Linked DNA regions of Mus musculus: regions 1, 2, 3, 4, 5 and 6 are each linked to region 7. A link is a contact called in public promoter capture Hi-C data. All regions are on one chromosome and are shown on one strand. Each heading gives the region's core, a stretch centred on a gene start, on an enhancer-like site or on the middle of the called end of the contact. The rest is flanking DNA. Distances are from core to core; before and after follow the strand shown.

The links. Promoter capture Hi-C pulls out the DNA fragments that hold promoters and counts their contacts. Capture Hi-C pulls out chosen DNA fragments and counts their contacts.
Region 1: a promoter capture Hi-C map of liver shows a contact between it and region 7, with 2.9 times the contacts expected there. The contact joins the promoter of Wdr89 here to the promoter of Max in region 7. A contact is called at or near these places in 2 of 39 promoter capture datasets (liver and pre-B cells), 1 of 484 Hi-C or Micro-C datasets (B cells) and 2 of 9 other capture datasets (adipose tissue and liver).
Region 2: a contact with region 7 is called in a promoter capture Hi-C map of pre-B cells, with 4 times the contacts expected there. The contact joins the enhancer-like site here to the promoter of Max in region 7. A contact is called at or near these places in 3 of 39 promoter capture datasets (hippocampal neurons, liver and pre-B cells) and 6 of 115 datasets of contacts at active chromatin or transcription factors (astrocytes, embryonic forebrain, embryonic stem cells and 2 more).
Region 3: a contact with region 7 is called in a promoter capture Hi-C map of embryonic stem cells, with 3 times the contacts expected there. The contact joins the promoter of Mpp5 here to the promoter of Max in region 7. A contact is called at or near these places in 4 of 39 promoter capture datasets (embryonic stem cells, hippocampal neurons, liver and 1 more), 3 of 484 Hi-C or Micro-C datasets (B cells, CD8 T cells and uterus), 7 of 115 datasets of contacts at active chromatin or transcription factors (SST interneurons, astrocytes, embryonic midbrain and 4 more) and 2 of 9 other capture datasets (adipose tissue and liver).
Region 4: a promoter capture Hi-C map of liver shows a contact between it and region 7, with 4 times the contacts expected there. The contact joins the promoter of Eif2s1 here to the promoter of Max in region 7. A contact is called at or near these places in 9 of 39 promoter capture datasets (the HPC-7 cell line, cranial neural crest, embryonic stem cells and 5 more), 6 of 484 Hi-C or Micro-C datasets (B cells, LSK cells, cardiomyocytes and 3 more), 14 of 115 datasets of contacts at active chromatin or transcription factors (astrocytes, bone marrow-derived macrophages, differentiating embryonic stem cells and 10 more) and 4 of 9 other capture datasets (adipose tissue, embryonic stem cells, liver and 1 more).
Region 5: a contact with region 7 is called in a promoter capture Hi-C map of liver, with 2.4 times the contacts expected there. The contact joins the enhancer-like site here to the promoter of Max in region 7. A contact is called at or near these places in 4 of 39 promoter capture datasets (3T3-L1-derived adipocytes, frontonasal cranial neural crest, hippocampal neurons and 1 more), 4 of 115 datasets of contacts at active chromatin or transcription factors (astrocytes, large pre-B cells, neural tube and 1 more) and 1 of 9 other capture datasets (adipose tissue).
Region 6: a promoter capture Hi-C map of hippocampal neurons shows a contact between it and region 7, with 7 times the contacts expected there. The contact joins the promoter of Plek2 here to the promoter of Max in region 7. A contact is called at or near these places in 2 of 39 promoter capture datasets (cranial neural crest and hippocampal neurons) and 7 of 115 datasets of contacts at active chromatin or transcription factors (astrocytes, embryonic forebrain, embryonic stem cells and 3 more).

Annotation. Positions count from the first base shown.
Region 1 is chr12:75,667,885-75,670,790 of GRCm38.p6, forward strand. Wdr89 (WD repeat domain 89) reads right to left here and starts at 1,653. Exons shown (of 2, transcript NM_028203.1): 1 at 1,588-1,653. Gm34717 (a long non-coding RNA gene) reads left to right here and starts at 1,841. Exons shown (of 3, transcript XR_381697.2): 1 at 1,841-2,197.
Region 2 is chr12:78,922,138-78,925,286 of GRCm38.p6, forward strand. The region is part of intron 2 of Gm46359 (a long non-coding RNA gene); the gene reads left to right. Among named protein-coding and RNA genes, the nearest start is that of Gm46360, 5.1 kb to the right of the region's middle. Within about 2 kb of position 1,789, at least 35 of the 459 cell types and tissues checked have an H3K27ac peak or open chromatin away from gene starts, as enhancers often do. A contact at or near this core is called in pre-B cells, where this site is marked.
Region 3 is chr12:78,747,681-78,750,619 of GRCm38.p6, forward strand. Mpp5 (membrane protein, palmitoylated 5 (MAGUK p55 subfamily member 5)) reads left to right here and starts at 1,267. Exons shown (of 15, transcript NM_019579.3): 1 at 1,267-1,426.
Region 4 is chr12:78,860,771-78,863,591 of GRCm38.p6, forward strand. Eif2s1 (eukaryotic translation initiation factor 2, subunit 1 alpha) reads left to right here and starts at 1,302. Exons shown (of 8, transcript NM_026114.3): 1 at 1,302-1,410. Atp6v1d (ATPase, H+ transporting, lysosomal V1 subunit D) reads right to left here and starts at 868. Exons shown (of 9, transcript NM_023721.2): 1 at 649-868. The coding sequence starts at 689.
Region 5 is chr12:78,204,441-78,207,576 of GRCm38.p6, forward strand. The region is part of intron 7 of Gm6657 (predicted gene 6657); the gene reads left to right. Among named protein-coding and RNA genes, the nearest start is that of Gm6657, 9.0 kb to the left of the region's middle. Within about 2 kb of position 1,596, at least 73 of the 459 cell types and tissues checked have an H3K27ac peak or open chromatin away from gene starts, as enhancers often do. A contact at or near this core is called in 3T3-L1-derived adipocytes, adipose tissue, hippocampal neurons and 2 more, where this site is marked.
Region 6 is chr12:78,905,558-78,908,686 of GRCm38.p6, forward strand. Plek2 (pleckstrin 2) reads right to left here and starts at 1,381. Exons shown (of 9, transcript NM_013738.3): 1 at 1,334-1,381. The coding sequence starts at 1,375.
Region 7 is chr12:76,960,860-76,963,638 of GRCm38.p6, forward strand. Max (Max protein) reads right to left here and starts at 1,389. Exons shown (of 4, transcript NM_001146176.1): 1 at 1,131-1,389. The coding sequence starts at 1,166.

The DNA of each region.
Region 1 (2,906 bases), core at 403-2,902, 1.3 Mb before region 7:
AAATAGAAGGTGCAGTTCGGTTGATGTGAAAGCCTATAATTCCAGCACTTGAGAGAACACCAAGTTCTCTAAGTTTAAGGCTAGCCTAGTTTACAAAGTGAGCTCTAGGACCACCAGAACCTCACAGAAACCCTGACTCCAAAACCCCAAACCAACCAACCAACCCAAACCAACCAACCCTGAAAGTTGCAGAAAACAGTCAAGATTTTAAACAAAGGTGGACACGAAAGAAACCTCAACAGTCACAGGGGCTGACTTACTTTTGCCCTGTTCTATAAAATCTAAGGTAAAAAGACGAGCTAGACACTTCTCACTTCTGCTCTCTAGATAGTACTGTCCTGACCCCAAGATAGGCGGGTAAGTAGTCAACACAGAGGTATCTCACACTTACATTGTTAACTAGGCTGCATGATTTTGTGGTCTTTAAACAAGAAGCAGAAACAGGTATGGTTGATACCAATAACATAGACTATAAGTCCACATCTTCACTGAATTATCACAACACTGAGAAGCAATTTGGCACGGACCATGCACTTTTTAACAACCTGATGATTGCAAAGCAAAGTTAGGAAGTAGACCTTTAGACTGATGCCTTCCTACCAGTTCATCTTACTTGGATAATAACCAATTAACTGGTTTCCTGGTACACTGTTTAGGATTTTAAAATAATTTCTTTTTTCTTTCCTTTTCTTTTTTTGTTTTTTCAAGACAGGGTTTCTCTGTGTAGCCCTGGCTGTTCTGGAACTCACTCTGTAGACCAGGCTGGCCTCGAACTCAGAAATCCGCCTGCCTCTGCCTCCCAAGTGCTGGGATCAAAGGCGTGTGCCACCACTGCCCGGCTTTAAAACAATTTCAAGTTAGGAAAGAAAACAGGAGCGTTTTACTAGTTGTACTATCTTTAATTTTACATTTGTGGAAGCTGAATTCCCTCAATTTAAGTTGTCAGAGTTAGCCTAAATGAGACATTTCACAAAAATAAGATGCTGCCAGCACTGCCTCTTGGGTGGTTTTCGTTGTGAATTAGGTTTGTGTGTGTGTGTGTGTGTGTGCATGACAAAGTTTTCCCAAGAAGCACTGGTTAGCTGGAAACTCAAAGAGATCCTCTTGCCTCTACCTCCCTCCCAGTCAGTACTGGGATCCCCGGTGTGCTTCACCACACCCGACCAGCACCTAGCTCGGTGGACAGCTGTGTGGCCTAGATGACACCACACACGTAAGGAACTTAGCCTAGTAGCCTGCATCACAGCACATACTGTACGACTTGGCTCCGCGTACCAAATGAAAAAATCTGCTTTTTGATGTGGAAAAAGGCCGGAGCCAGGAGGTGGGTGTGGGATGAGTGAGAGGAAGGGCAGGCAAGAGCGAGCAGGGACCTACCCACCCTTCCTCGAAACTGAAGCAGAGACCTTCGGGTGGCATGGACCCCACATCCTGGCATACAGAGACCCACGCGGTCCCTGCGCATGCACGTGCTCCCTCTCACACCACCCGCTCCCCTTCTGCGCTCCCCGCCCAGGGCTCTCCACGCGCGTGCCACCCAGTGGCCGCCGGTCGAGAGAGCTGCCCGCCCTGCCCAGCAGAAAGTACCTCCGCAGCAAACCCCACACTGGAGCTGGAGAAAACGCACGCTCTGCCCACGGCCGGCTGGAACTCCGCCCTCCGGCTCTGATTGGGTAAAAATATAGAGGAAGCTGAAGCGGATTGGTCCATAGCACAGAGGCCGGACCATAACCAGCGGGCTCTTCTGAAGCGGGAGCCGCGCGCCTTTGCTTGCTACCTTCCGATTGGACGAGGGCAGAAGGTCTGCGCATGCGTAACTCGGTCTACGGACCACGCCATACAACACCTCCCTCTAGGTCAGGTTAACGGAAGTCCCTGGGACCCAGCTTCCTGGACGTGTGGCCAATAAAAGGCAAGATCGTCACCGATTCCGCCTTTTCATGCGGATGTGGCTTTGCAGTTTCTTCCAGCACTTCTTCCGCTTCCTCGGACTCGGGTGTAAAGTTATTTCGCGGACCAGAGGAGTGGGGCTGAGGCAGGATTTCGTGGATCTGAAATAACCACACGTGATCACAAAGCCTAGCTATACAGGCGGGTTTGAACGAGCAGTATCCGGCCTTCACTCCAGCATGGCTATGACTCAAGGTTGACAGGAGCGCAATTACAAAATCTGGAGGTAGTTTTGCCTCGGCCCCAGGTAACTCTGGGAATTGAAGTCCATAATGGTCAGGTCCTGTCTCATCTGTCCTATTTTGATGTTGCTTTTAAACTTTAGTTTGATACAGGGCTGATGTTCCAACTGTAGTGGAGACATGACATCTGGCCCTACCAATAGGGGAATGAGCTCTGTCCTTGAACACCAAGAAGCCCTGAATCTAGTTTAGGTGGACTCTACCCTCTTTTCATTATAGATGAATACCTGTGGTATAACAACCATGAGACCGCGTTTTCCAGTGTAAACAATTCAGAAAATACGTACTTGGTTAAGCGATAATGCAAACAAGCCAGATTGTCCCTGGAAATACATTCGGCTGGGACTCGTGAAATTAACGTGCTGTGTATACCCACAGGAATCTGAATAAGGGGAACTAACTAGGGGATATATCTTGGTGCTGTTAAAAGGTATCCTTCCCCTGGAAATCCCCCCAAGGTGAGTTTAGGTTGGTCCCATTTACAGCTAGTAGAGTTGGAGATAGAGATTATTGTTTGATTAGTTGCAGTTTCTAATTAATATCGGTCTTGGTGTCATGGCATAGCCAGGAGTCCTGACCTACAGTGGGTTAAGAATGGTTAGGGAACTGACATACTCTTTTCATATCCTGAACACTGAGATGCTGGCTTCCACTGCCTTCTGGACCTTTATCTATGAAGTTACTAAAGGGAATTCCTGGGGGAAATTGGAGTTG
Region 2 (3,149 bases), core at 539-3,038, 2.0 Mb after region 7:
AAAGATGAGTAATGTTTTAATCCAGGAAGATAGTGCAAAGATAAGTCTGCCCATTTACAGGGAGGGAAAAGTCAAGAGGGAAAGGCAGCTGTGAGCGTCCTCAGCAATCCAAAGACAGCTGCTGGCTGATGCCAAGAAATGACATCTGCTGGGTCAGGAGGGTGGAAGTGTATCATTTTAGCTGTGTGGCTTTTGGGTCAAATGCTTTTATTTTAGTAAGCACAAGAATAAGAGTGGCCTAGGGGAAAGGGAACAGAAAGGGAGAGAGCAAGATTGTTCAAAACAGAAACTCAGAAAATAAAGTATGTGGTTGGGGTTGAGTAAATGCTTTGGGGTAAAACATATTTACTCAAAGAAAAAAATTAAATAGAAAGAGTAAAGAAAAACCTGATTGACCTAGGGATGGATTTTCATTCTGATTTTTTGTTTTGTTTTGTTTTTGAGACAGACTTTTGTGTGTGTGTGTGTGTGTGTGTGTGTGTGTGTGTGTAGCCCTGGCTGTCCTAGAACTATCTCTGTAGGCCAGGTTGGTCTAGAACTATTTCTGTAGGCCAGGCTGGCCTCAAACTCACAGAGATCCACTTGCCTCTGCCACCTGAGTGCTGGGATCCTGTGCCACCACCAACAGTGTTTCTGATTTTTAAAAATCTTTTAAAAAAATTATGTGTATGTGTGACCATGTGCACATGAGTACAGGTGCCCTTGAGGCCACAGACATGGGGTTCCCTGTATCTAAGAGTTGCCGGTAGTTGTGAGCCACCTGGCATAAGTACTGGGAATCAAACTGTATTCCTGTGTGAGAGTAGTCCCTGCTTTAAATTACTGAGTCACCTCTCCAGCTCCTTTAATTCTGATTGTGAAGTTGAATAATAAGACTAAAATGGGGAGGAAAAAGACAAAATGGGATGTATTATATAACATATATAATTATTAAAATTCATTTGGAATCTGAATGGGCAAAGTTTTGTTTTGTTTTGTTTTGTTTTTAAGGTTGGTTTATTTACTTATTATATATAAATACACTGTAGCTATCTTCAGACACCCCAGAAGAGGGCATCAGATCTCATTATGGATGGTTGTGAGCCACCATGTGGTTGTTGGGATTTGAACTCAGGAAGAACAGTCAGTGCTCTTAACCTCTGAGCCATCTCTCCAGCCCAGGCAAAGTTTTTAAAAAGTTGTTGTTGTTTGCTTGAGACAGGGCCTCACAATTTAACCCATCTTGGCAGGAATTTATAGTCCCCCTCATCAGGCTTGTCGGTGCCGGATCACAGGCATGTGCCACCATGACCAGCTCAAAACATATCAGGACAAAAATAAGAAAAGATAGTCACGTGTAGGGACACATACCTTAATCCCAGCGCTTGGGAGGCAGAGACAGATGGAGTTGTGAGTTTGAGGCCAGCCACCAAAACACAGTGAGGCCTTGATGCAAAAACAGAGAAAAGTTAGGAACCAGCGTAGACTATGTTAAGACAGAAACATTATTTAAAGACTTGGCCGATGGTGAAGAAGCATCCACAGAACACTACAAGAAAGAGCCACTCTGCGGGAAAACTGTGGGATGTCAGCACAGCTTAGGATCAGCTTCCACCCATATTTTTCATATCGTGCATCACGGTATACTCCAAATGGGTCATAAAAAGACACAGAGAGAAATGGAAATGGAAACTTTCAGCTGTGACCAGAGAAAACATTCTAACTATCCCTGCAACAGACATCAGAGACAGGAGGGATGGATCTAAATCTGTTCTTAAAAGCCGTTTGTGCCACCAAATGCAATAAAGCAAACAGGGAAGTGAAAGCCACAGATGGGGAGAGACTCATGGAGCAAATAAAGCTCTCTGCCCAAAATAACTGAAGAACTGCCCCAAGCTTACAAAAAAAAAAAAAAAAAAAAAAAAAAAAACCCAAAACCAGAATCCTGATCCTTTTTGATAAGAATCAAGAGTTCACACACACAAATAGAGAAATGAGCAGCCTCACTGTGAATCTTGAAATCTAAACATCTCTTCTGCCCCCACCGTGAGTGTGTGTGTGTGTGTGTATGTGTGTGTAGGTGTGTGTATGTGTATAGGTGTGTGTGTATATAGATGTGTGTGAGTGTGTGTATAGGTATGAGTGTGAGTGTTTGTACAAGTGTGTGTGAGTGTGTGTGTAGGTGTGTGTGAGTGTGTGTGTGATGCATTTGGAGGTACAATGTTGATATGGGGATCATCTTCAATTATTTCTCCATTTTATTCTTTTCCAATATGACTAATCTTGCTAGCTAGCATGTTCTGGGGGGAGCCTGCCTCTCAATTCTGAGGCTAGAATTAAAGTTGGGACACCAGGGTTTCTGAACCATCTCCCAGTTTCATGCCCAACCGTCTGCTTTTGAGACAGTTTCACTACACACCCCAGGCTAGCCTACACATCCCAGGCTAGCCTACACATCCCAGGCTAGCCTACACATCCCAGGCTAGCCTACAACTCTTCATTCTCCTGTTTCAGTTTCACTACACATCCCAGGCTAGCCTACAACTCTTCACTACACATCCCAGGCTAGCCTACAACTCTTCATTCTCCTGTTTCAGTTTCACTACACATCCCAGGCTAGCCTACAACTCTTCATTCTCCTGTTTTAATTAACTTTTTATGTTGTTAAAAAAAATCAATTTAAGGCCAGTCTGGTGCAGCATATCTTTAATCCCAGCACTTGGGAGGCAGAGGGATATAGATCTCTATGAGTTTGAGACTAACTTGGTCTCCATAATGAGGTATTGTGTCAACGAAACAACCCCTGGAAAAAAGCAATTTAAGGTTCAGTGTGGTGGTGTGTGACTGTTATCTTAGTCCTTGGTGTGTAGAAGCAGGGTGATCAGGAGTTAAAGACCAGACTTGGCTACATAGTAAGAAAGACAGGCAGCAATACATGAGACTCTGTCTCAAAGAAAAGAAAGCAGATATCAATTCTAGCCAAGCATAGTAGTATATGTCTATAATCCCAGCAGTCAAGACATGGAGACAGAAGGATCAAGAGTTCGAGCCAGCCCTGCACTGCTCAAGATCCTGTTTGAAAGCAAAGCAAAATCCATTTAAGTGAAACAATTTTTTGGGAGGGGGAGAATGGGTGGGGTGTTTTGAGACAGGATTTCTCTGTATAGCCC
Region 3 (2,939 bases), core at 17-2,516, 1.8 Mb after region 7:
ACTTCTTTGTGAAGATGAACTAAGCAGACAGTTCAGTTACATATATTTGGAAGTTGTCCGTCTGTACTCAAAGTCCACTGAGGTATGTTTGACAGAAGGAAAGAGGTCTTTAGTGGTATGTAAAAAAGTCCTGTCCTTGGCTCTGCCTTACTAACACCAATAAACAACGTTAAGTACTTAATAAAATGTCAGTAAGATTTGAATTTGATGATCCAGGAAGAGAAGGATTTCGCCCTCCCCCCACCCCCCAAAAAAAGTTGTGCTTACTTCAGAGGGCATAGTATTCCTTGGGGACACTAACAACCCATAAGAGGAAAAAGGTAGGTAGGAGCCTGGGTATATTGGGAATGGTGCTTAAAAACCACGGTGGGAGGAAATAAAGACATGATTAATTGCATATACGAAGGCACAGAGGGACAGTTGTCTACGACATGTGCCCCTGAGAAAACTCAACAGGCTGAAGCAATGGATTTAGGTCCAGCAGAAGAGGTTTCTACATAGAACATATTTCTGTTTGCTCCAAATCCAGTTCCTCGCGCACACTTTCATAGCACTTTCCGTGCCCACCCTTCCCAGATGGTGGCATAGGTGTGTCCTGACAGCATGGACTCGCGCTGGGACTAGCCTAAGTAACTCCCAATCCTCTCCGGAGAATTCTGTGACAACTGTGGCCTTTGACATCCTTCCTGGTTTTCAGAAAGGAGTCGTCTGTGGAATCAGGGAATTGTGTGGAACTTTATACACAACCAGGTGTTGGCGTCACGGTTGTTTTGAGCATTAGCATTTTTGATGTGCCTGACAGGACAACAGGGGTCTCTTCCAAGGGAATCGGATTTTTCTCAGGAGATGACCGCTTCCCAGGCCCCGTCGAGCCTTAGCGGCTTCCGAGTCCGTCTCAGGGAAGCACGGCGACCCCACACAGAGGCGAGGAGGTGGGCTGAGGCAGCGAAGCGACTCAGCGGTTAGAACGAACGCTTCGCAGTTCGAGGCGGGTGAGTGCGCGCGGCCGAGCCCCCGGGAGGCGGGGGGGGGGAAGAGCGGACCAATCAGCGGGCCCTCTCCCCACGCGCGCTCAGGATTGGACGATCCGTTCCAGCCTCTCTCCGGGCCGTGGGCGGGCCGCGCCAGGAACGGCCTGGGATAGGCGCGCCCGCTGCGCCAGCGTCCCAGGGGCGCGTGCGCGGTCTCGCGTCAGCCGCGGGGGCCGGTCTCGCGCGGCCTCGAGGAGGAGTTGCTGGCGACGGCGGCGACGGAGGAGGCTGGCGGTGAGGAGGGGGCGGGGACTGGAGACTCCGAGGTGGGAGGAATCGGGAGTTTCTGGATTCTTTATCCAGTGTTTTGAGGGCCGCCAGACGGAGGGCTGTTGCTTGGGCTGCGTTGAGGAGCGAGGGAGGGAGAGAGGATCGGCGGCCGCCGGGGCTTGGAGGTAAGGGGCGGACCCGCAGCGCCCGGGCTGTGGCGATCTTAATCAACAGGTTCCCGGGAGCGCGGCGGGGGAGGGGCGGCGGGGCTCGCACCCCCTCCCAGACCCGCCGCACCGCCAGGGTTCCCTGGGGAGAGCCCCAGGCTGAGCCGGGCGCCGCGGTGGCAGCCCAACCTTTGTCCCTCGGAGGGACGCTCCCCGCGCGATGCCGGTTGGTTCCCTGGGCCGGGGGGTGGGGGTGGGGGGGACGCACCTTGGCGCGGTGGCGGGCCACCCCGCCGGACTTGCCGGGGGCACGGCAGGGAGTCGTCTCGCTGCGCCCAGGCCCGGAGTTCGCGAGTCTCTGGGACTCTTCCCTCACCCCACCCCTGGCCGGATCGGGGAACCAGCCTGGGAAACACTTTCCCGTGGAAGACGGAATGCAGCCAGCGTTCCGGTGCCTGAGTCAGCCCCTGGTGTTCTGCTACTCATTGCGTTCTGCGGATAAACAGTTCCTGCTTCCTTGTGACCACTGCTAAAGAGTAGTGCGTTCTCAGAACTTAGACGGAGATTGTCCGGTGAACTTTGAAGCCTGTAAATGCTTGGTAGAGCTACTTTCAATGAATGCCGCTCGGAACGATCCTTATTGTAAATTACGTAACTGACTAAGGATAGCTCTCTCCTTCTGTCCAGCTGACTGACACACAGTAATGTGTGTGGAATTTAGATTCGGCCGAAAAGTTTTCCATGACACTTTACTCTAAAATGAATGCAGCACCTACGAGGGTTTTTACTTAGTGTGTTGTGTCTAATTTAGAGTTTCAAGAGTTTAAATTCTGAAAGCCAGTGTAGCAAGAATTCTAAAGTTTTGATTTAGCGGATAAGGTGGAAGGTATTTCTGGTTTTAATAAGGCACTGTAATGTTTTAATGATACTATTCTAATTATCCTTTTAAATTATGCCAGAAATTAATAACTTGTTAACTTTTGCAACAGTAACAAATTATGTGGTGTGCTGGTGTCTTTGAAGTATAGGTATTGGTGGGAATGAACACTATCCTTTCTTGACGAGCTGTTTCTATAGTATTTCTGTGGACACGATTTCTTGTTTTAAAGATCATTCTAAACTGTAATAGCAGGCTTACATTAAAATTTAAAGAGCTTTATAAGTAAAAAAGACAAAGATATCAAAAGAGATTCATAATCTTTTTTTTTGGGGGGGGGGCGTCGAGAAAGGGTTTCTCTGTATAGCCCTGGCTGTCCTGGAACTCACTTTGTAGACCAGGCTGGCCTCGAACTCAGAAATCCGCCTGCCTCTGCCTCCTGAGTGCTGGGACTAAAGGTGTGCGCCACCACACCCAGCGTTTCATAATCTTTTAAAAATTGAGTAAATTTGCCACGAATGACTAAAAGTCATCACCTTGAATTTGACAAATAATGGTGGACTCCTTAGTGATTTTATACACACACACACACACACACACATACACATATATAAATATAATGTTAAAATAGATGAGAGACTTAATATAATTCTA
Region 4 (2,821 bases), core at 52-2,551, 1.9 Mb after region 7:
CAGGAGACAGCCCAAATAAATACCCGCGTGACAGTGTCATGAGTGACACTTGCTAGACGTAAAGAGTGCAGTCATCACAGGGCTATAGGAATACCTCAGAAATGCAGGGATATCTTCCCACAGCAAATAACACTTGACGGGATCCAAGACTGAAACCTACAGCTGCGAGAGGGTGACACATTCAATGTCACTTTGGCTGAGGGGCCTTCTAGCTGCTTCCCTGTCACATAACTTCCCGTCTGGGAGCTTTGGTCAGACCTCAGCGTCTACATCTCAATCCTCAGCAATGATGAGCCCTGGGAGGTAGAGATGGCGCCGACGGCTCAGTTATGTAAACTCCGTGTGTGGCTCAAAGGGTGTGCGGAATGAGTGAGTAAAGGCATCGACCTCCAAAAGCTGCCAGCAGGTGAACCCCCTTTTCCTGTGGACTGGAACCACTTTCTCCGGCCTCTTCTCTCAGAAACAGCAGGGGAGGGGAGCGTTGGAAAGAAACCTCGCTCGGAACTCAGAGGAAACGAAGACCCTGGGGAAAGCTCAAGGAGCGACCCAGAAACCAAGGAACCTTGCTGGTGGCCAAGGGTACGCAGGAATGCGCGCCGGGAAGATGTGCCTGAACACGGTTGTCGCTTGTCCTAGTCTTTAACTTACATTCGCGAAGGGAAGATTTCAATCCGGTCTTTGCCCGACATCCTGACGGTGACTCGGCTCGGGCCCCCCGGCGAGACAATCGGGACCGCAACACCTCCAGAACCGGTTACCCCAGTGCCCGCCTCCACGGGAGTCAGCTGACCGGGTCACTTGACAACTGCGTTGCTAAGAGGCAACCAGGAAACCGGTTCCCACTTCCGGTTCCTGTTGGGCGAGGACTGAGGGAGGGGGAGGAGACGGAATGCCCGGATGTGGAAGCGCGCACAGTCCGGAATTCCGGGTCTCTCCACCGCCCCTCCCTCCGGCGAGTCGCCGGCACCCAGCACGCTCTGAGGGATGGGTCAGGAGAGGATCACGCTCCTCCTCTTCCTCGGCTTTCCGCCATTCGTCACAGCGCCCTCTCTTGGTTGACTAAAACTTAAAGCGATCATCCTGGAGCAAGAAACAGAAACTTACCTCTCCTTTAAACCTAGCAAGTTCCCTCCGCAAAAAAATCTATAAATACCAGGGGCAGTGACTCTTCAGCTCGTCCCTTGGTTCACACCGCCCATATTAGGAGGACCAAGACTCTATGGTTAGTGGCAACGAAGGATCCTTTTCTGTCGGCGCCTGCGCAGTGAGAGGTGGCTCCGCATGCGCGCTGGGTTGGGCGAAGCGCACGCTGAGGAGCTTCGGCGTCCGGGGTTGGTGTTCCGAGTCTCCTCGTTGCCACTAAGCAGCACGGCGTGGGACCCTACTTCGGGATTCACACATCCACTTCAGGTGACCGGCCCCGCAGCTTGCTCTCCCCGAGGATTCGCCTTGGTTTTGTCCAGTGCGGCTAGGCCCCGGGCTACCCCCCCTTTCCCGTTCTTGCGCGGGAAGTGTCTGGACCCCGTCGCCACCGCCCGCTGGTGATTTCCTGCGCCCTCTCGCCAGCCGGTGTCTGCTCCTGCGAGCCAGAAACGTGGCTGGACGGGCGGAGGAACCCCTGAAGGAACGTGGGCCAAGTAGATTTTTACAGCCTCCTTAAAGATGTCTTGTGGTGGGGAGGCCTCTGGAGAACCCTCGACTCCAGTCCCACTCCTAGTTCAAGACGATTGCTTTTACCGGACCGGAGAATTTGGGCTTTTTTTTTTTTTCTTTCTTTTATCCTTCTTTTCAGCCCCAAGATACTGCCAAAACTTTTCTCTCTGTGGAGACTGAACTTTTCGCCAAAGAAACAATAGGATAAACCACCATATTTAAGTTAAAAAAAAGTCCAAAATGGAACTATTAGTGTTGAGGTCGTTAAGTTTTCGCTCTAGCTGTGCATTTCTGTATGAGTGAATTCCTGGAATTTAAAATCAGCTGTTGAAGTTATTTGCCCTGTTTGGGTAACTGCGAAAATAAAACTGGAGTTTTGTAATTATGGACGCTGAAAGCGTAAAACTTTAGAGTTAAGTGTGTACTCGCATTGGGGCTCTTAAACACCCCCTTATATTTAGGATGCTTTAATTTCCACTAAGGAACAAACATTGTTTCTTGAAGAAAGGGTACATCAGAAAAGTCTTGATTTTTCTCCTCCTCAAGTTGTTGTTAAAGAGGTGGAGACCCTCGACAGTTCATCAAAAATGTCAGTTATGAAATTGTAGTGCTTTTTCTGTGCCTATGATGCCAGATGGTGGGCCCTGATTCTCAAAAGACTTAGTTGTACTAGTAAACTTTAGAGCTGAACAGCGTTTTCCCAGCGTGGTACATTTTATTTTGGAATGTTCATTGCCCATATCTGCTATGGTGACATGACAATGTACCGACTCTAGAAGTTAACAGGGGCAAAATACTAATAATGCAAGGTATTTGAAACTAGCTTTGAAGTGTGTTTTTGTTTGTTTACATCAGAACACATACAGTCTGTATGGCATTAACTACAGAAGTGGGATCCCTTGTGAGAGGTGTGAGGTACACATATCTTTAATCCCAGCACTGAAAATGCTTGAGGCCAGCCAGAGCTGCACAGTGAAACCCTGTCTCTAAAGGGGGGGTGGGAGAGCCCTTAACATTGTCATACTGTGTGTGATACAGGGAAACTTTGTGGATATCAGATTTTGTGTTAAAGACTTGAGTTTAGTTCTTGTTTTTAGTGTATATTATGTATCTGTCTTTGAAGTCACTTATATTTCTGTTCCTTGGTTTCCTGTTAATACTTTTTTGG
Region 5 (3,136 bases), core at 346-2,845, 1.2 Mb after region 7:
TTCCAGCTCCAAGTTCCTGCCTTGAACTCCTGCTCTGATGTCCCTTCATGATGAACAGTCACTGGGACATGTAAGCCAAATAAACCCTTTCTTCCCTAAGTTGCTTTTGGTTGGAATGGTTTTCTCAGAACAGAAAAGAAGCTAAAACAATGGGAGAATTGTTAAATTACAGTGTTGTCAACAGCGGGGGGACTAGTGTAGCAGTAATATTTCCCAACCTCTTTAGGCTGCTGTTTATTAGTAATTCATTTTTGCTACTCAGGCTATCTTTATTTACATTCACACATTTATTGAAAACAAAAGCAATTAAAAACAAAACATAAAAGGATCTCGTTCTATAGCCTAAGCTGGCCTGGAGCTGACTATGTAGCTCATCCTGACCTCAAACTTCCAGTGATCCTTCTACTTCAGCCTCCTGGGTATCAGCATCACAAGCTACCTACCATGCTCAGCCACAGTTTTCACAAGTAAATTTAATAATAATGAGATAGAAAAATTAACTCTAGAAAGATGGTCAAGCCTGAGGCATGTTTTACCACTCTCGGAAAGTATAACTAACAGGAGGATTCTCTTTAAACTTTCTCCTTGGCTCTATCAAGTACAAAGCATTGGAAAAGGTGATGACTGAGCTGGGTGCTGGAGCACTCGCTATAGTCCCAGCATGCAGGGCAGAAGGCAGAGTAGTGCGAGGGCATCCTGGGTCGAGCGTTCAACTCAAAATAATTTTCCACTGTGATTTACAGGTTTTAAAGCCATGTTATAACATCTCTTAAATTCACTATAGGTGTCACTTAAAATTATTACAAGCTAGAGAAAGCACCCAAGGAGCTGAAGGGGTCTGCAATCCTATAGGTGGAACAACAATATGAACTAATCAGTAGCCCCAGAGCTCGTGTCTCTAGTTGCATATGTAGCAGAAGATGGCCTAGTTGGCCATCACTGGGAAGAGAGGTCCCTCGGCATTGCAAACTTTATATGCTCCAGTACAGGGGAACGCCAGGGCCAAGAAGTGGGAGTGGGTGGGTAGGGGAGCAGGGTGGGGGGAAGGTATAGGGAACTTTCGGGATAGCATTTGAAATGTAAGTGAAGAAAATATCTAATAAAAAAACCTAAAATTATTTCAATATCAAACCTTGAGAAGTTTTAATTCAATGAGAAAAGCCATGGCTCTAGAGTCAGATATATGTGTTGTAGCCCCTACACAACATAGGCAAGTTATTTGATTTTATTTTTTCTGTACCTAATATTTATAGCTACCACAGGTAGCAGGGCACTTTAACAGCCTCTCACTTCGTGCAACCCTTATAACGGCTCTGTAAGGTCTGCAATACAGAACAAGAAGCAAACTCAGAAAACCACAGTTAAAGCTCCGGTTCTGGACTGAATGACACAATGGTGGTATTAAAGTTGGATTTCTTATGTCTCTTCCATTCCTAAAAATTATGATGGGAACCCAAACTTAACTATATCGCGTCAACCTGAATTTGAGCACCAAGATCAAATTCAAGCTGTTTTTAGATATTTACAAATGGGTTGGGAGGCCTGTAATTATGTACTTAGCCCGGTAGGTGGCACCAACCACATCTAAGCCAAGTCCATAAGGAATGGTAACTCAGGAAACGTGAAATGCTGTAGGAGACTCGGCTTTCTGTTACCCCTAGGACAAAATGTGCCACACATTTATAAACCAAATGAAAAATGAAGAAAACAGCCTATTGATGTTTTGTGTCATGCTATATGGCATCAAGATGTATTACTGGCAGCCTTGATTAAACATTAAACATGGTGTTCTGCTGTACAGCTCTTAACCATTATTATTCTCCTTGCTTAACTAGTTCACCCCATTCTGAACAAAGAAACAAAAAATGAAAGCAACTGCCTACTTCCTCCATAATTCTTATCTAACACGTTTTCTCTCTACTACAAATAAGTTAGGCAATTAGGGCAGCAAAGGGAAAGGGCTGGGCTATTACACAAGCACTATTTGAAGGCTGAGCACTCAATAGCCCTTTTGGACGGTGTTCTGGTTCCTCTAGTTTCAAAAGAATTGCATTGCTTAAGCTTGGCTTAGAGGAAAGTGGCAAGAGATCCTGGGCACACCTCTTTCCCAAATCAGGCAAATACAGGTCCTTCCATTTCAGGTATTTCCAGATAGAAGGAAGTTTTCCTCCATGCTCTTGGCCCAAAATCCCTTGTCTCCTGTTGTGCTGTCTGGCTAAGGTAATGGTGCCTTCTATTTTGTTGGCAAATAATAGAGATGTTGTTACAGTTCAAGCAATCACTATTTGGGGAATTCCCTGAGGCCTGGGACTCACCATTACCAGTATCAGTCTTTGCTTCAGGCATCTGATGTACAAGAAATCGTTTCTGCTGTTCACACTCCGGGATAAGCCTTTGCTTCCCCCACCTCACAGAGATATAGCATATTTGAGAGCGTTTACTTAGAATTTGGCTCAGGGTTTGCGTCAGCTCTCCTTGCTTATGTCAGCCTACTTAAGACTGCAGCTTGTGACCTTCATTAATCACCTATCACAGAGAGCACTAAGCAATCTCTAAATTCAGATGATTTGTCTTCGGCAATAATCTTCAGTAATAATGTAATTGTGATATGATACTTGATTTTGACCACCCCTCCCCCATATCCCAGGCTCTTAGCATTTCTTTGAGCTCTCTGAGAAGATACAGAAAGTTCTCCTTAGAAGAACCCGAAGGCTGGATATTGTGCTACTGAAGCCCAGGGAAGTGGAAAATGAATATTCCTGGGAACCTATTTTCTCACTAATCCTCTGTCCTGAAAGCAAGTTATTCCTCTCACCTCTCACCTTTCCTTCTTTAATTTCTCTTCCTGATGGCTAAAATTTTGGGAGGCAGAGGCAGAAACCACAACTAGCTCAAATCTGGATCTTTCACCAAAGTACTGCTCTTTAAAAAGTCTATAAACTTTGAGGCAACCTGAAGCCTTTAAACATTAAAGTAGTGTTTGTGGTATTAACAGATGATGAAACTAATTTGTCATATTTTTATTTGTTTTTCCACAAAATCTTACAGAAGTTCAGACAGAAAGAATAAAGTTAGTTCTTTTTCCCTAAACATGAATTCAGTAAAAAATTTAAAAAGTAAACTGCATCCTCATTAA
Region 6 (3,129 bases), core at 131-2,630, 1.9 Mb after region 7:
TTACCCTTCATCACCAAGCTTCCTGAGACTGTCAGCCCAGAACAGTAGCCAAAGGGCTCAGCCGCCAATACATATATATATGCATACATATACACACATATACATACATATGCATATACACATATACATATACATACACATACATATACATACATATACACACATATACACACATATACATGCATATATACTCATATACATACATATACACACATATACATACAAATACATGCATATATGTGTGTATACATATATACACATACACACATGTATATCTATATGCATACTATGCATGCTATTATACTAACATAAATATTCAGTATTGACATCAATGTTAAAGTAATTGTTTTAGAAGTTAGAGATCAAATCCAAGGTTTTCTGAATGCACCAAACTGTAAAAGTTCCTCTTTTAGGTTCTTTCGTTCATTTTCTACCTTGACCCTAGGCATCCTGGGAGTCCCACTGTCCCTGGTTGGACTCTTGCTTCTTCAACAAGGGTGATGAGGGAGGACTAAGGATGGAGTTCATGTCCTATCTAATACTCACCTACGCTAGACAAGCTATTTCGCCTTGCTGATGCTCAGTCTTGAGCAGAGAGAGAGAGAGAGAGAGAGAGAGAGAGAGAGAAGAGGGAGGGAGGGAGGGAGGGAAGGGTGGTGCCTTCTTTCCTTTCAAGCTGTAAATTGCACGGCATATCCATGGTGCCTTATATTTCAATATCATACTTAATTGAGACATGGCTGTGCATATGCATGGAGCACATACATTGGGTTGTCAATCATAGGCACGGCATGCAATGATCGCATAAGGGTAACTGGCAGCTCCATCACCTCAAACATTTATTAACGTTTCTTGGTGTTGGAAACATTTAAAATCCCCTTAGCTACGTGAGAATATACTCTTAACTGCGGTCAGCCACAGTTAACTCTCTACCACAGAAGGTCATTCCTACTTTCCAGCCGTACCTTTTAACTATGCTCTCTCCACCCTGCACCCACACCACTTTATGGTACTTTAATACAGTGTGGTGTGGTGTGTGTGTGTGTGTGTGTGTGTGTGTGTGTGTGTGTGTGTGTGTGGTGTGTTGCTGTGGACCAAATCCAGGGCCTTGAGTATGCTAACCATGGGTCCTGTCCCTGGCTTCGCCCTCAATTCCAGTAAATTGTTTTAAGAGATCCACCGGAGAGAGTAAGCCCTGAACCAAGCAGGACCAGCCTGTGCATGCCAGATCCGCTGGCCAGTGGGAGCACTTCGCCAGCTCGTCACCTTGTCCAACACTTGCTCGCCCCGCTGTCCCCACGGCCACGCGGGCGCGAGGCCAGAACACACTCACCCTCTTGACGAGGAAGCCTTCCTTGAGCACGCCGTCCTCCATGTCGCCAGTCCAGGTGAGCTGTCCCCGCGCTCCACCGCCGACGCCGCCCGCGCCCAGGAAGCCACTCCCTCCCGGAGACGCCCCCTGGCGCACATCCAGTGCCAGAGCCTCCCGCCCTGCGGGCAGGAAGTCTGGCCCGGTCGGGACTTCTGCTCCGACCTTCCCACGCCAGGTGCCCAGTGTGCCAACCCTACCCCGCACGGCCCGCGGTGATCGCCCAAGAACACGACCCTGGACCTCTGTCTATAGTTCTGAGCCTTTCCTGAGAGGCAGAGGAGTGTATAGAGCAAGTACGAGAATCTCAAGTTTAAGGTGACTGGCATAGTCTACAGAACACATTCTCACCTCAATGTGTACATCACACCATCCTCATCTCAAAAGCAAACAACCAAAAAGAATCAGATTTTAGCAATTCTGGGTGAGTTTAAAGAGCGTGCAAAATAATCGAGTCATCCGTGTAAGTCATATTGTAATACGATATTTTAAAATAAAAATTAACGCCTATGATGAAGAAAATATCCCGATAGAATCAACACAACGTTCTACCACATCATGTTGGCACCTGAAACAAGAAAACGACAGTGGTGCTGATCTGCATAGAATCCCTGATATCTTTGCTCAGCAGAGGGAACACCTGCTAGGCAGGACAAAGGCCCTGGGGTGTCTGGATTAGAGAGAGAGAGAGAACTGCCGGTAATGGAAAGACAGAGATGCCCTTCAGTCTGGCTCCCAGCACACCCTAGTGTCCCTATGCTGGGCTCTGCCCCACATGCCCCTGCGGTCTGTGACAAACATACATCTTCACCTGTAAAGCAAGAGATCTGGCAGTGTTGTGTTGCCAGGTAACAGCTTCCTAGATTTTAAATCCAAAGACAACAGAGGTTCCATTCTCTTTCCAATAGTGCTAGGTTTTATTTGCAATTATACCCCAACTCCAGGAGGCAAATAATGTGTTTTCCAGGAAACTGAAACTTGAAGCCATTGAAGTCACTCGGAACCATATCACACCAGGGCATTGGAAGAAATCGTGCTTCCGAATACCAGAAGGGCTCAAACCCAGAGTAGGAGAAGCTGGGAAAGTCAGATCCTATACCTGTCTACTCCTTTTAGGAGGCATGGACTGGGCCTTTTCTTTAGAAAACGGGTTCTTAAGTGGGTTCTCTGAAAGGGGGGAAGTTGGTTTTTTCTCCTGGTGGTGTTTCTCCCAGGAACAGCTAAGGCGCTTCCTTTGAGGGAAACCCCTGTCCCAGCCCACCCCGTCTGATTCACTGGACCTTCAGTGTGACTCACCTCCTCTGTCTTCCCCAGTCTGTCATGACTGCACCACCAACCTACCAAGGAACCGCGATGACATAAACCCAGCTCAACCAGAAGAAAACAGACAGCAGGAACGCTTGGACTTGGGGAGGAGGAAGGAACCTCCAGACTCAGGCAGACACCTTTTAGTTATGAAGGGCCAGGCAATGCCTATCACGTATCAGTGAGTAGAGAAAGCTGTTAGATGAGTGTTTGTATGCAATGACTCATAGCCTAATGTGAATTAGAGAGTCATTCCTTTGGCTTTGGATAAGAATCCTCTGTTTACATCCAGTAGATCCTTATTCACAATGAGCACTTTGGCTTAGTGAGTTTGTCAGAATGACCACCTATCCCTGGAGAATCAGAGCTGGAAGTGTGGGTCGAGGCAAGACAAGTCTCAAAGCCCACCCCTAGTGACACTCCCCCAGCAACGCTGCCTCATTTTTTAAAAAATT
Region 7 (2,779 bases), core at 139-2,638:
AACTTCACACAACTATGGAGATACTGCTTAAAGTTTACCTGCTCCTAAATAAAACCTAGCCAGTTTGCTCTGAAATAACACTACCATTCACTTCAGAATGCCCTTCCATTTCTCACATATCTCCGCCGCACTGAACACTACAGAACAACTCAGTTCACAGCACAGGCCTCCTCACTTGCCTGCCTACCTACCTACCTACTCACTAGAATCTACCACCTGAATATCAAGAATCATGTGGATTTGCAACGCCCCCCTCCTCCAACCCCAACAGACTCAACCTCACCTTAGCGGTTAAGAGGAGTTTACAAGAGTATTAAAAGTAATAGAACGATCTCTTTTTCTGACTCCAAAAAGAACCAAAACTGAACGGAAATGAAAATGAAATGGAGAGTAGGAGACGTACCGCAGATTGAAACCTCGGTTGCTCTTCCTGGAATAAGAGAGAGAGAAAAATAGAAAATACAGAAGTTATTTTCACACTTCGAATTCAATAATAAGAAAGAAAATGCCGGCGGCGGAGGAAGCAGCGGGTGGGGAGTCAGTCTGACACCCCTCCCTCCCTCTTTCCCCTTCCACTCTCTCCAGCGAGATCCCGTAGCCTAGTTGGGGGGGGGGGGGGGGGGGGTTTCAGGCACTGCCCCTCCTTCTGGGATCCGAACCGGACAAGAGGGATCCGGAACACTGCCTGCTCTCCCTCGATCCCTCTAGGGCGTCAGAGCACTCCCAGCCCCTTCACCCCAAGGATCAACCGGTCACAGGAGGAGGGAGCTCATGGACCCAAAGAGCAAGAGCTGAGCGCTGGTCTCCTTGCCCAGGATCCGGAAGGATAATGGGATCCCCAGCCGGGCAGAGCGGAGAGGGAGGCCTCGACACCCTCCTCCACGGGAGAATGTGGGGGTCCCAGAGGCCGCGTGTCTGCTCCCACCTTCAGTCCCAGGAGGCCTCTCCGGACAGGACTGGAGGGGAGCGAGCCTGGAGCGCGACGCAGGCGGTCCCGGCCCCGGGGGGAGGGGGAGAAAAGGACGGAGGCGGCGGCGACCCGACCCCCTCCCGCCGTCGCCCGGCTGAGAACCCTTGCCGCTGTCCCCGCCTGACAACCCGAACGGAAAGGAAGAAGCCCCAGGACTCACGTCGCTCTCCACCTCGATGTCATCGTTATCGCTCATTTCCTACGGCCCAGGGAGCGGCCACTGCAGCGGCGGCCGGGGAGGGGAGGGGTGGAGGGAAGGGGGAAGTCACCGACAACAACAAGCCGAGTGCCCCCACGCACACACTCACTCACTCGCTCACTCACTCACACACACTCACGCACACACAACACGGGCGACAACCACCTCACTGCAGCACCGGATCAACGGCGGCACGCACGCCCGATCGGCCCCCTAACACGTGACCGGGCTCACCGCGCCGGGGTAGCTGAGACTTGTAGTCCTCGAGCGTCGGATGGGCGAGTGAGAGAGAGCCAGAGAAACTACAAATCCCATCAGGAACCGCACACAGGCTTCGCCAGACTCGCTTGTTGACAGAGCTCAGGGCGCCTGCGCCCCGGGTGTTGGCAGCGAGAAGTGGCGCGGTGCCTCCCGGGAGATGTAGTCCACAGACCGCGAGTTGTCAGGAGATTTTCCTCCCCAGGCGGCGGAGAGGCTGCTGGGAAGACAGGACACGTGGAGGGAGCTGGGCTCCTGGAGCCGGCCACAATTCCGAGCTCTGGGCGCCCGGCCCAAGGGATTGGGTGGAGGCTCGGGGGTTTGGGGGCGGGGGGAGAGAAACTGGCTGCCAAAATAACACTGTCTCTTCTTGGCTAGACTGCTTTTACATTGTCTCGTTTAATGCTTGAGTCGCTCCACTTGCGCCCTGGGGCGTAACCCTCCCGGGAAGGAATCACGCTGTGGCTGACCAGGGGGCGCGGTCGAGATGCCCACGCGGGCCCTCTGTTATCTGGGTTTAAGGTGTTAAGAGACATTACGGGACAAACTAAAGGACCGATTTCGCCGGGTGTCCTTCATCTCAAGAATCTTGCTTTCATTTGTCCGAGAGAACTGTCCTTGCTGGGCTTGAGTGTTTACAAAACCTCTCGTAGGTGCAAGTAAAACCTACCTTCTGTTTGTTGTAGCCGGAGCAGATTAGGGAGTGCCCCAGTTTATAGAGAACTTTAATTAACTGCAAAAAGAATCAAAACGGGAAAGTTGTGCAGCTCCCTGTCCAGTTAAGGTCATACATAATGCAACGAGGTATGAAGTGTAACTACATTGTCCCCACCCGCATTTAGCTAAGTATCTAATATGTGGCAGCCCAGGAATGGCATGATGTGTCCCCTCAAAGACTTCACAGCTTTGAAAGCAAAAACCGGACTACCCTGTCACCATTTTCAGTGTGCACCAGGTCCTCAATGAAACAACAAACAAACAAACAAACAAACAAACAGTAATAATAAGGTCATCTGAGAAATTAACCAGACTACCACTTTACAATTGATCTTCAAAATGAGTGCGGTCTTGAGTTTGATTTATGAGTTAATGTTTTTTGAGTAAAAAATCATTTAACCCCTGACTATTGAGTGCAGAAACTTGGTGGTGTAATACAATCTTTCTGACACCTAGCCCAGGCTGGCCTTAAATGTCCGTGTGGCCAAGCCTAGTGATGAGAACACAGTCATAAGCAGACACTGACTCGTAATAGAAGTCAAGGGCTGTAAGGGAGACAAAGATGGTAAGAGGGTTTTTTGTTTGTTTGTTTGGTTGGTTGGTTGGTTTTTCGAGACAGGGTTTCTCTGTGTAGC